Regions from separate parts of the Gossypium raimondii genome. Here all the other regions are linked to region 1. A link is a contact called in public Hi-C data. All regions are on one chromosome and are shown on one strand. The core of a region is the stretch at or near the end of the contact, and the rest is flanking DNA. Distances in the headings are between cores, read along the strand shown. Region 1 holds the start of LOC105794733. Region 2 has its middle 21 kb from the start of LOC105794737. Region 3 holds the start of LOC105794724 (exocyst complex component EXO84A).

Region 1 (4,266 bases), core at 1,141-3,640:
ATTTCACTTCACAATCAATATCCATCTCGGCCATGGACATGTACTATTTCACTATTTATCACCTCTGCCTCAATGCCCTCCTCAGATCACACTTCTGCTCTGCACTGAGCTTCGATGGAAAGATGATGTCGAACTGGATTTTGAGGTGTCCCCTCTTGCTGGGTTCTTTTGAGATCGGCATCCCCTCGTTCGGGATAACCACTTCATGACCTGGGTTCACGATATCTGTGACCGAGATCGGGAGGGTCCTTCCATCCAAGGTTGTCAAACTGAGGATGGTCCCTGTGAGGGCCTCGAGTAGAGAGATTTTCAGAGTGGCAATCAGATCATTCCCATCCCGTTTGAAAATAGCATGGGGTTTCTCATCTACCACAAAGATAAGATCGGATGGAGTGAAACCCGGTTCCTGGTTTCCTTTCTCAGGGAAAGTTATTTTTGTGCCCTTTTTCCACCCAGGCTTTATATCTATTTTCAATATTTCTTCCACCGTCTTCAGCTTACTGCAAGAGAGATCGGAAAAAAGGAAAACGATTCAGAAAAGCAAGAAAACAACAATCACACCAATAGATAGTTCAAGTGTTGAAAACAATGCAAGTGAAGAAGAAAAAGGAAAACAAATCACAACTATTTGACTTCATTGGTCACACCTTAGACACAAAATGACTGAATTCGAGTCACACAAAAAGAAGAAGCAACTTGCTTTCAACCCCAAAAAACTTAAATATATAAACAAACATACAGGATAAACAAGTAAAATTTCATAAAAGCAGCTAGTATTGATAAAAACGTGTGCTCAGCATACAAGTAAAAGAGAAGGGTCGCTTTTCAACGAAAGAGAGACTCTATCAGCCTATAAAGGTATGTCGACAACAAAAGTAACAAGTAGAGTTTTGAAGTTCTGGCCCTGCTCATCACAATAGCATGCTCGTCTTCCTGATTAACACAAAAGATATAGTTGGGTTCGAGTGATTCAATTGTTTAGAAAAATGATGGTAGGGTGAGAACAAACGAAACTAAATTGGCAAACAACAAACAAACTGGCTTAATATTTTAAGACTGAAAATCTTTACCAAAGAAGTAACGCCAACACCTAACATTCATTCTCTAATCATTGACATGTGATTAGCACTAGCAGCAACCACTTCCAGCGTATTAACATGCTAACATCAGAAAAGAAAAATCCGAGTTCGTGAGGGCAATTTCTTAAGCACTCAACTGATCTATTTTAGGAATCAAATTCTGTAACTATCAATTTATGTTCTCAATGCAATTTTTTATTAGAACTGGAAAACGAATAACTTGAACTGTACCCATGTAAAGCTTAGCAATTGAGGAGATCCCAAACTACCATCAATTTACAGAGGATGCACAAGATGCTAACTGATCCAAAAGTGATTTGGATAATTAATGATGGGTTTCATCAACTTTTCTCTCTAAAGCCGAGAAACAGAAATGACAAACAAAAAAATCCCAGAATTCTATAAACAAAAACCAAAAACCCATCAATTCCTTTCAAAAATCATCTTTCAACATGCATAATTTCTCTGCAACTCTAAATTCAAAAGTAGTTTAACAGAAAAGGAAAAATCCCTTCAATTATCACTCAGGAATTTTCCTTATCAAAAGAATGAAGAACAATCAACACCCATTCCAAGATTGCTTCTTCCCCAAAATTCAGATTCACAATAGGAAGGGTTTAAAACTTTCATCATGAAACAATAAACTCACATTGAAAAAATGATAATAATGATAATAATAATAATAATGCATGTACTGACCCAAATTCACCGGGAATAGAGCGCCAAATTCGCATTCTTCGCCTACCACCTTTATAAAGCTCCTCCAAACTACAAAGCAACTGGGTTTCAACCGGCGACGCCTTCTTGTACCCTTGGCCATTCCTCTGGTCGAACTTGTCGGCCATACCACCGACGCCGCCGGCGCTAAACCCATTGGGGCTGGATGATTCAGCGGAGTTGAGGCCTTGTTCACCGTGAAGATCATAGATCTGACGCTTTAGCGGGTCGCTGAGGACGTTGTAGGCTTCAAAAATTTGCTTGCATTTAGCCTCGGCTTCTTTGTTGTTGACAAGGTTCTTGTCGGGGTGCCACTTCCTGGCAAGGCGCTTGTAGGACTTCCGGAGGTCGTCGTCCGTCGCGTTACGGCTAACTTTGAGAATGTTATAGTAGTCAACTCCCATTTTGAGCTCTCTTAGGGGAGAAAGAAAAGGTTTTCAGTTTTCTGGGTTTGAATGCTAAAGGGGAATGTAATGTTATGGGAAGAGTAAATAAAAGGAAAGAAGAAAAGGGGAGTGGGGCGTGTAAACGAAGTAGAAATCGAGATAGCAGGAGCCGCTGTAATCACGCTTCTTGATTTCCTTCACACTTCCATACGCGTTTCCTTGCTTCTATTTATTTATTGCCAATACCGTTTTGCCACGTTTATGCATTACACTGTACTCCACACATTTTTTTCTAAATATGTCAATTCCAACGTTTAGTCCATATAAGCTATACATTTACTCTCTATACCCTAATTTCCTCAATTTTATTCACTTCACTTTTTCAAATTTTGAATTCTTAGTCCCTATACATTTAATCCTTGTTTTGGGTCTGATTTTTTTGAATTTTGAAATTTTCATCTTAGCACAAATGGTGGTTGTTGAATCTATTAACTAAAATGGCATGATCTTCTCATAAATATTATTTAAAAATGACAAGTGATATAGCATTGTAGGTATGACTAAATTAGTTAATAATAACCAACCATAATTTATAAGAAGGATTGATAACATAATTCAATCTTTTAAATACAAAATAAAAAATAACGTGTTAAATGTAATTAAAATTTGATTTTGTAAACCATATTTGAAATTCGTCATTATCCCTCCTAACCATGTCATCTAAATTCTTCCATATGGAAAGTATCCATTGATGAAAGAAAAAAGGGAGAAGTTGAAGATATTTTTTGAAATTAAGTTTTGATGCAAAATACTGAAATTTTCTGTCACCAATCTTAATATCTATTCAGGCAGTAAATGAAGATATGGTCAATATTAAAGGAGGAGCAGCAGCAGCAGCAAGTTCAGCACAATAAGATGTTGATGTTCAACACCAAAATTTTTTATTAAAAATTATTTAACTTTATTCTAAATAATACTAATTTTATTTTATTTACATTAAGTCTACTTGAAGTTGCAATTTTAAGAGTCTTCAATACTATCACACTTTAACCCTACCTGTAAATTAAATTAATACGAACAAATTATTAATTAAATAAATTTCTTTTATTTCAACGAACAGAACTTTTTTTTTCTTAATTGGTGTGAAAAATATTCAGTTTTTCAATTTCGGATTCTAAGTAGATTTTAAATCTATATCTATGTTATGATATTCGTTATTATTAATCCGCTATCCGGTTACTCGACTAGCTTACATAGTTCGCATAATCATCTTGCAAGTAAACCCCCACCTTAGAATTGACATGCATGAGAGCCTACTTAAGACGTCACATCCAAAAATATAAATAGAGAATTTAACCCCCTTTAAAATCAACAATGTGCGAGAAATATATACTAGTGGAAAAGGAAAAATGAAATGTAGTAGTTAAATTTTGAGACGTAAGGCAAAATCTTATTTATTTTGTTATTTTATTTAAAAAACCATAAACGAAAGCAAGAGCACACAAAAGCAAACATATTCATTTTGAAGGAAAATCCATGGATTTAATTTCAAAATTTGCAATAACCCACATACATTTGTGTAATCATATTTTCATCTATAAACAAAGCCAAGCTTTCAACAATATTTTTAAATTTTGGAAGCTTCTTCCATTAAAGAAACACTATAGATAATTAAAGCTTTTTAAAAAGATAGTTAAAATATTAAGCTAAAGTCAACATCTAAGGAAGCAATATATAAAGTGTCCAAATCCTAAAATTAGACTGATTAGCTAATATTCTCTTTCTTCCTTGACTTCAACAATTTCCACAAAATTCTTAAATCAAACTCGATACCCATGCGAAAAATAATTATAAAATCATCAACGTAAAAATTAAAAATTCACCCAACTTTTAGATATTTCAAGGATTTGGCTAGTTATCGATATTTAAACTTCCAAAACATTTTGGTTAAGATGATTAAAATTTTGAAATGTATATAAAATATATTGAAAATTATAAACATTGATTAATGTTCACCAACATTGACTAACATTTACTACATTGGCCGACAATACATTTTTATCTATATTTTCAATTTTATAAAT
Region 2 (4,491 bases), core at 272-2,771, 130 kb before region 1:
TAACCAAGTTGTTTTTCATGAAACAAACATTGAAAAATGCAGAAAACATTTTCCGTAAGTCATTTTCCATAAAACAAATGCACCCTCAAACTATCCTTTGTTCCCCAAATTGGCCCATGACGTTAAAAAAAATAAGGGTAAAGTACAAAAATGGTCACTAAAATATTGCTTGCGTTCTATTTTGGTCACTAAACTTTAATTTTTTCAATTTAGTCATTAAACTATTTGAAATCAATTTTTTTGGTCACCAAGCAATAAAAGCCATTTGAAATTTGATAGAAGTGTTGACGTGGGTTTTTTTATTGGTCTAATAATAAATTTAACCCTCTAATATTTACACATTCTATCAATTAGATCTTAAATATAAAAAACAACAAATTTAGCTCTTAATGTTTACAAAATTTATCATTTTAGTTTGAATTCTAAAAATTTAATGAATTTATCACTCAATATTTACGAAATGACAAAATTTAATTTTTAAGATAATATTATTGATCTAAAATGGTTAAATTTTACGGACTTAAATTTAAGCCTTTTCTTAATACATGTAAAATATATCATGTACTTGAGAGTGCAAAGTGATTTCTTTTCCTTTAAGCTGATTGAACATTTTATTGCCAACGATTTGGCGAGTAACCACCCCAACAGGAGCAAACATGCCTTTCCCAATAGGACTAGACACCATTTACATTCTTCAACCACTAAGCCATCCCCTCATCACGATTCAAGAAGAAGCACATACACAGATCACAGATATCAGTTTTGAACATATAAATTATGTCCTTAATAAGAATACATTTTCAATACTAACTCATTACTTCTCTATATCTCTTCAATTCATTATTACCGACCAAGTCTTAGTCTTGTATAATACTTTACCATATAGTCCATATATATATATATATATATATATATATAGTCCTTACTAATTCCTCTAATTTCATTCAAGAGCTAAACAGAATTTGCCACCAGAAAAAATCTATTAGAATGAGCCATGAAGGCCACATCATGGTACGTCTAAAAGAACGTTCTTCATAATTTTTCATTGAGAGTCCTATTAAGACATGCCACAAGGGCAGCCCATCATAGTTATGTAATCAAATTATATAAATAATTATAATATTTATATTTTAAAATATTTTTATAAGCTAATAAGTCCTTGTTTTAGTTGGAAAAGGTGAAGGTCCTAGGCCTTTAGTACCTAGGTTCGAGACTCATCGTTTGCAATTTTATGCGTCTGAGTTTAGTTCAACTAGTTCAGTTTATTGACTTTAGTCTGAATTGTACTAGTTTTTAGTCCGATCATATTGTAATGGTTTGATTGTACTTTACCATTCCTCTAACCGTATGGTTCATGGAAAGCTGGAGCCTTAGAAATTTCCTACCATAATATTACTTATTATTGACAAATTAATCCATTTGAAATGGACTTACAAATGATCGTTTTCTTGAATGGAAATGGGCCAAAAATGAAATGCTTAATTATAAGGCTATCAATAATTTAATTTTTGGGCCTTTAGCAAGACTAGGCTTAGCCCAAGCTCCTCCTGCTCTTTCGACTTTTCAAGTAGAAGAAACAACATAAGATGATGTGTAGCTGTTTTTCTTTTAATTAAACATTTCTCCTTCTTAATATTCCATGTTAAGTTAACCAAACAAAATTAATTTCTTTTCTATCCTATTAGGCCTATGTGTATCCTATTAGTTTGTGTTACTTGGACTTCACTGAAAAAAGAAACTTACAGATTTATTGCTAAATAAATAAATAGAACATACTTGATTATAATTTTTATAATATATTTAGAATTTTTATTTTTTATAAATTTCTAATTGTTTTATAATTTTAATATTTTTATTTAATTTTAAATAATATTAAAAATTTAGCTATAGTTTAGGGTCAAATTTATTATTAACCCTTTGAATTAGCATGTCATCCTCTTAAAAAAGTTAACAATGAATGACCAAAATGTAACAATTTAATTAGATTAATAACTATTACGTAACATTTAAAAGTTAAGGGACTGAAACATAATTTTAAACAAAATTTTACTTTTTATTTCTAATATTATGATTGCTTTTACTATCAAAGTTGATGTTACTTGATGCATAACAATTAAATTCAAACATAGAATAATAGAAATTATTATCTACTATATTATTCATTTTAATTTTAAAATATTTTTAAAGAGCAGTGACATCAATGAGTTTACATTATATTATAACATATTCAGATGATTATATAAAATAAATAAATGAATAAGCCTTCAATTAAATAAAGAGCTCGAGGTCTTGAGAACTTTGTACCATGTTTAGTTCAATGTAATGAACCATGTATTCAAACTTAGTTCGGGCCAACCAAAACACATGTGCTTGGCTCATAACATAAACTGTTATGAGCCACTCCATTTAGCCCTCAATTCCATCTGAACTCACATGTCCATCATTTGACTTCTCATTGTCATAAACCATGTATTCATACTTAATTCGGGCCAATAAAAAAATATGAGTTTAGTTCATAACATAAATTATTATGAGCCACCCCATTTAGTCCTCCATTCCATCTTAGCATCGAATGTCCTTCATTTGGTCTCTCATTGTAATAAACAATATGACCATATCTAATTCGGGGCCTAGGTTCAGAACCTAAACTATTATGAGTCATTCTATTTATCCCTCTATTCTATCTAAGTGTTGAATGTCTATCATTTGATTTCTCATTTAAATTTTTAATTCAATGCATAAAGAATGGAGAAAAACTATATTATCCACTATTGCCCCTATTTTTTTACCATCTTCTTCCCTAACCCACGCATATCATTCCATTTCAAATTTTGTCTACAACCAACAAATATTTTTTCTTGAAAAGTTTAATTTCACTCGCAAAGCTGCAATTTTTTTTCTCTGTTTCGATCTCACACTTCATCTGGTTGTATGTCTAGCTTTCTCTCTCCCTTTCTCTTTTAAGTTTAATTGCTTGAAATTGGTGTTTGCTTTGATTTACATTTTCTTTTTAATTCTCTTGCAAGCATTGATTTTTCTTTGCTCAAAATTTACATGTACTTCCTCTATTTAAATTTGCTTTTCTTTTCTTCATTTCCCATGGCATTTTACCTTTCTCGTAAAAATTATAAATGGGTGTGAATTGTTACATTCCACCGTTAGTCAATTGCTCTCCATCATCTTTCCTTTTGACTTCCAACAATCTCATATTCGACAATCTTTTAATTTAGTTTTACAACCCTAGTTTTTATTGGAAATTTTTCCAAATTCTTCTTCTGGTAATATTAAAAAAAAAAATCGTTATTCTTTTCACCGCAAGCTGATGGACCTTTTAAACAACGTTAGGTTTCACTTCTTTAAGAACAATGTTCTAAATAATATGATCTAAACTTTTGATAGTTTAATGCTTATAGAGACTACAAATTTTTTATTATTAATGGTTTCCCTCTTTGAATGTATTAAGCTTGACCATGGGAGAAAACTATAAGGTGCAAAATTCATCATTGAAAACTTAATAAAATAAGTTTTTTTTATTGCCTAAATTCATCATTGAACCTTTAGAACTTTAGGCAATTTTAAATGAATTTCTAATTGAAAGATTTGAAACAATAATTGTAAGTAAGCTGAGCAATACCAGAATGCCAAATGCTTTAGGCATTGGTGAAGAACAAAACAGGAAAAAAAAAAAAGAAAGAAAAAAGAACATTCGATATATTTACGCAGTTAGGTTTCCTTATGTCTACAGGGTCTTGCTCAAAGAGATAATCCACTATCTTAACACCTCGTATAACAAGTGATTACAAGTACTAACACTTACCATATTAACAACCTCACTTTTGCACCTAAGATTTAGATCACTCTCTTCTAAGTTTCCCCCCTGAAAACTTAGTTTGTAAACCAAGTGACTTACTTCATTACGTACTAAATGCACTCTAAAAAACAAGTTCTGAATAACAGAATAAGTGCAAAACTCTTGACACCTTTTACCTAACAAACCTTTCAATATATAAGATCAATTACCATCAATCTTCCCATAAAAATAGCAAGCTAATTAACATATAAAGTATCTTTAATAAGTTCAGGATAAGTCTTCAAATCTTCTGGAAATGTTACCAAAATACCCAATCTAATCCAACTCTTCAAAATAGGAAAGTGGATTTGCTTAATCCAATCCAAACTAGTCTTCAAGATAAATTCTTATAATAGGTTTGGATATCATAGATGGGCTTACACACATCCACATAATCAGTAAATATCACATCCCTAAATATTTGTTAATAAAAATTGCCAACTCCATATAAAATAAGTTATGAGACTCAGCAGTGCCGGACAGCAATAGGCACTGGTCATGGCACTACTCTCACAACTGCCTGAACAATAAAACTTCTATCAAAGGTGAATAATCCTTTTATATTTAGAGAAAGAATCCAGCCTCGCTAAGCAAACTTCAAATCCATCATGATCTGCTCAAATCTTATCAAATCAATTACC
Region 3 (3,858 bases), core at 429-2,928, 170 kb after region 1:
AGTGGGATAGGTGTTTTCAGCATTCAAAAATAGGATTTAAATCCAATAAAATCTGTAATTCTTAGCATTTTGGGAATTGGTTCTTTAAAACATGAGTTGTATAAAAGAGAGAAAACCCATAAAACTGAATGTGAAGTAGTATAGCTAAAAGCCATTAATAATTAGAAATGGAGAGGAGAGGGAGCTTTTGGCACTTGGGTTTGGTAGGTGGAGTTTATAATCGTTGGAAATGTCTTTTTGTCCTTTTTTTTCTTTTTTGAAATTTAAATTTTCATTCAACAACCACTAATAAAAAGGAGAAAGGGGTGTTGCAAGTGCGTGGTTGGCATTTGAGGTGTTCATGGGCTGGGCCGGGCCGGATCAGGCTCAGAAAAAATTTCTGCCTGAGTTCTAGGCCCGGGCTCGGCCTGAAATATGAGCCTAGAATTTTGTCCAGGCCCGGCCTGGGAAAAATTCATAAGCCCGACCCGGCCCGGGCCAAAAAAGTGGTGCCCGAGGCCCGACCGGTTTTTTAATCGGGCCTCGTTTTTTTCCCAAGCCCATATTTTGGGTCTAAATTTTTACCCAAACTCTCTCATATTTCGGGCGGGCCGCCCGGCCCATGATCAGCTCTAGTTGGCATCTTAGTGGAACAAAGACAGAAAGGAAAGATTTGTGGCCAAAACCTTGCCGTTTTTCTCATCCTCTCAAATTATTTTTTAAAATAATTAAAAAGTAATGGATTAAATACTCAACTGGTCCTTGCAATATTGTGTTAGAAGTAATTTAATCTTGATACTATTAAACAGCGGGGAAAAAAGGAAAGATAATTGTTCACTGATTATTGAACCTATTTGTAAAAGTTATAATATAGTGGAAATTACAACAAAAGATAAATGCAGTTGTTACGAATCCATCCTTGATTGTTTTTTGAATCTTTTAAAAATTTAAACAAGTATGCATTTAATTTAAATATAACCATGAGGGATCGATTTAATTGACCCAAAACTTTTAAGTTAATCAAAGTTGTCAAAATTCATTTTATCGATCTAATTCAATTTAAAATTTTGTAATTTCATTCAATAAACTTTATAGAAAACGTGACTAAATTTCAAGGTGCACTGCATAAATTTTAGAGTATATGTATTTAAAACCTCTTTTAAAGAAAAATAAGGAAAAAAATAGATATTTAATAATTTTAAATTTTGTGGGTTAATAACTCAATTTACTATTTATATTATTTTTATAGAGTAATTATTTGGAGTGAACTCCGCCACTAAATATATCTAATTTCAATGCGTATGTTTTGTTACTTTTGTAGTTATAATAATATTGTTAACATGCAAAGATTACTCAATGCTAAAATTTATAAATTTATGCCAAAATTATTTTTTAGCATAAGTTTAAATTTTATTATCTTCTTTTCCTCTAATATATATTGATATTTATATTTGTGATTGAGTTGGTGTCATATACATTAATTAAATCTAATTAACATAGTTAAAAAGTTATCATATGAGAAACTTAATTTTTTAAAGAATTTAAATTTAAATGTATAAAAATATGATTTTAATTAAAATGGTAAAATTAAATGATAAAAAATGAAAAGATCAACGGAAGAATTTTAAGTAAAGCTCAAGACGAAATACATAAATAAATAAAGTAAAGAAATAACGGCTAAAATAAATCTGAAACTAACAAAGCGAGTTCTTCGTTGTAATCCAATAAGAGCAAAACATGCCCGACTCTGCCTCCCAATTTAAGCTCTTTGTTCATCTAAGCCTCTTCCCTTTTTTTTTTTTTTTTAATTTGATTTTATATCTTATGATCGCTTAATGGTGATTTTGGGTTTCCGCTTGTAACATTTGGGTTCAGATTATACGAAACAAAAATGAGCATAGGTGATGTATCGGAGCTTGAGAGTAACCTCACTCTCAGCGATCGCTTGAAGCAGTTCAAATCATCGCAGTTCAACCCCGAGGCTTATCTCCAATCCAAATGCAACAACATGACCGAGAAGGTCTCTTCCTTTGTTTTCTATTCTCTTTAGCCCTTTACCGCTTCCTATCATTCATCAATGCACATCACATATATGTCAATTGTCAAATCATCTTATACATAGATAACAACGACTATATATGTCAGTCATAATGATTTGTGCGATCAAATGGGGAAAAATGATTTGCTCTGTTATTATAACAAGACGGTATAAATTAATTTCATAATATTGGTAATGGTGGAGACATTGAATTTGGTAGATTGTTTTTTTTATCGCAGGAGATAAAGCATGCTTGCTCAAACTTGTTAGAATTACGGAAGGCGTCTGCAGAGGAAATGCGTAAAAGTGTTTACGCTAATTACACTGCCTTTATACGGTAATTCCTTGATCTTTTCCTTTCATTCTATATATTAAGGTTTTTGTTATTCTCTCTCTAAGCATCCTTAAGTATGAGCGTCGGATATCTATATGTGTCTAACATTTAATTTTTTATGTTTAAAGGGGAATAAAATAATCAAAGCAGCTTTTAAAATGTTTATTGTGTTTCGGGTTTCTCAGTTGTCAACATGTTATTGTATATTTTCAGCCCTTCCATTTCATTGTTACCGTCTAAGGTTACTGGGAAGTTGTCTAAGCTTTAATGAATTTTGAATGATTGAAAAAGAAGCAACATAATGATATTTCCCGGTGATCAGTAGTTGGGCGACAGTAGATAGATTAGAGGAGGCCCCTATGTTGGCTGTTTGTAAGAAAATGAATAGCAGAAGCTTAGAACTACTCAGGATGTAACTTGACTTTGCATCTCAAGTCATAGCATTGTTTGCGTTTGAAGTACATCCAAGGAGATTACAATTCTAGAGGGGGAGCTGCTTTCAATGAGGAATCATCTTTCTACTCAGGCAGCTTTAGTTCATGGTTTAGCTGAAGTTACCATCCTTGATTCCTTGACAACTGGTGCTTACGAATTGGAAGAGGAGAAAGTATCTGGTGTTAAAAGTACAAAGCTTAATAAAACTGAGAAGTGGTTTATCAAATTTGAGGAAAACCTTGAAGTTCTATTGGCGGAAAAGAGAGTGGATGAAGCTATGGCTGCATTGGACGAAGGGGAACAAGTAGCACAAGAAGATAAGACTAAACAGAGCTTAAGTCCAGATGCACTCCTAAGATTGAAGAATGCCCTCACTTTGCTGAGACAAAAACTAGTTGATCAGCTTGCAGAGACAACTTGCCAGCCTTTCACACGAGGGGCTGAGCTCCGTTCAGCTGTTTCATCCATTAAAAATCTTGGGGATGGTCCTCGTGCTCATACATTGCTACTCAACTCTCACCAGCAGAGGCTGCAGCGGGGTCTGCAGGTTCTTCGTCCTTCAACCAATTCTTACGGAGGAGCAACTACTTCATCTCTTTCGCAGCTTGTATTTTCAACCATTGCACAAGCAGCTAGTGATTCCTTAGCAGTTTTTGGCGAGGAGCCTGCCTATTCGTCTGAACTTGTAACTTGGGCTGTCAAGCAAACTGAGGCATTTGCACTTCTCTTAAAGAGACATGTTCTTGCTTCATCAGCAGCTGCTGGGGGTCTAAGAGTTGCCACAGAATGTGTTCAGATATGCCTCGGCCATTGTGCTTTGTTAGAATCTCGTGGATTGGCCCTTTCCCCTATCTTAATGAGGCATTTTAGGCCGTGTGTCGAATTAGCATTCAGTGCCACCTTAAAAAGAATTGAACATAGCACTGCTGCATTAGCTGCTGCAGATGATTGGGAGCTTTCTTATGCACCAGCTGATGCACGTTCTATCTCTTCTACTTCATCTCTTAGCAGCGCGAGTATGTCACAGGCAAAGCTTTCAAGCAGTGCTCACAAATTGAATTCAATGGTTAAG

Evidence for each region. Hi-C and Micro-C count contacts between places; a contact is called where the count stands out from the background.
Region 2: a contact with region 1 is called in a Hi-C map of leaf, with 1.9 times the contacts expected there. The contact joins the enhancer-like site here to the promoter of LOC105794733 in region 1. A contact is called at or near these places in 2 of 2 Hi-C or Micro-C datasets (both in leaf).
Region 3: a Hi-C map of leaf shows a contact between it and region 1, with 2.3 times the contacts expected there. The contact joins the promoter of LOC105794724 here to the promoter of LOC105794733 in region 1. A contact is called at or near these places in 2 of 2 Hi-C or Micro-C datasets (both in leaf).

The regions. Positions count from the first base shown.
Region 1 is chr3:54,081,163-54,085,428 of ASM2569854v1, reverse strand. It overlaps LOC105794733, which reads right to left and starts at 2,390. Exons shown (of 2, transcript XM_012624036.2): 1 at 1,779-2,390; 2 at 1-500. The coding sequence starts at 2,200. The coding sequence ends at 59.
Region 2 is chr3:54,214,396-54,218,886 of ASM2569854v1, reverse strand. No RefSeq gene overlaps it. Among protein-coding and RNA genes, the nearest start is that of LOC105794737, 21 kb to the right of the region's middle. Within about 2 kb of position 1,521, the one cell type or tissue checked has open chromatin away from gene starts, as enhancers often do. A contact at or near this core is called in leaf, where this site is marked.
Region 3 is chr3:53,915,565-53,919,422 of ASM2569854v1, reverse strand. LOC105794724 (exocyst complex component EXO84A) reads left to right here and starts at 1,678. Exons shown (of 8, transcript XM_012624023.2): 1 at 1,678-1,999; 2 at 2,257-2,354; 3 at 2,811-3,858. The coding sequence starts at 1,871.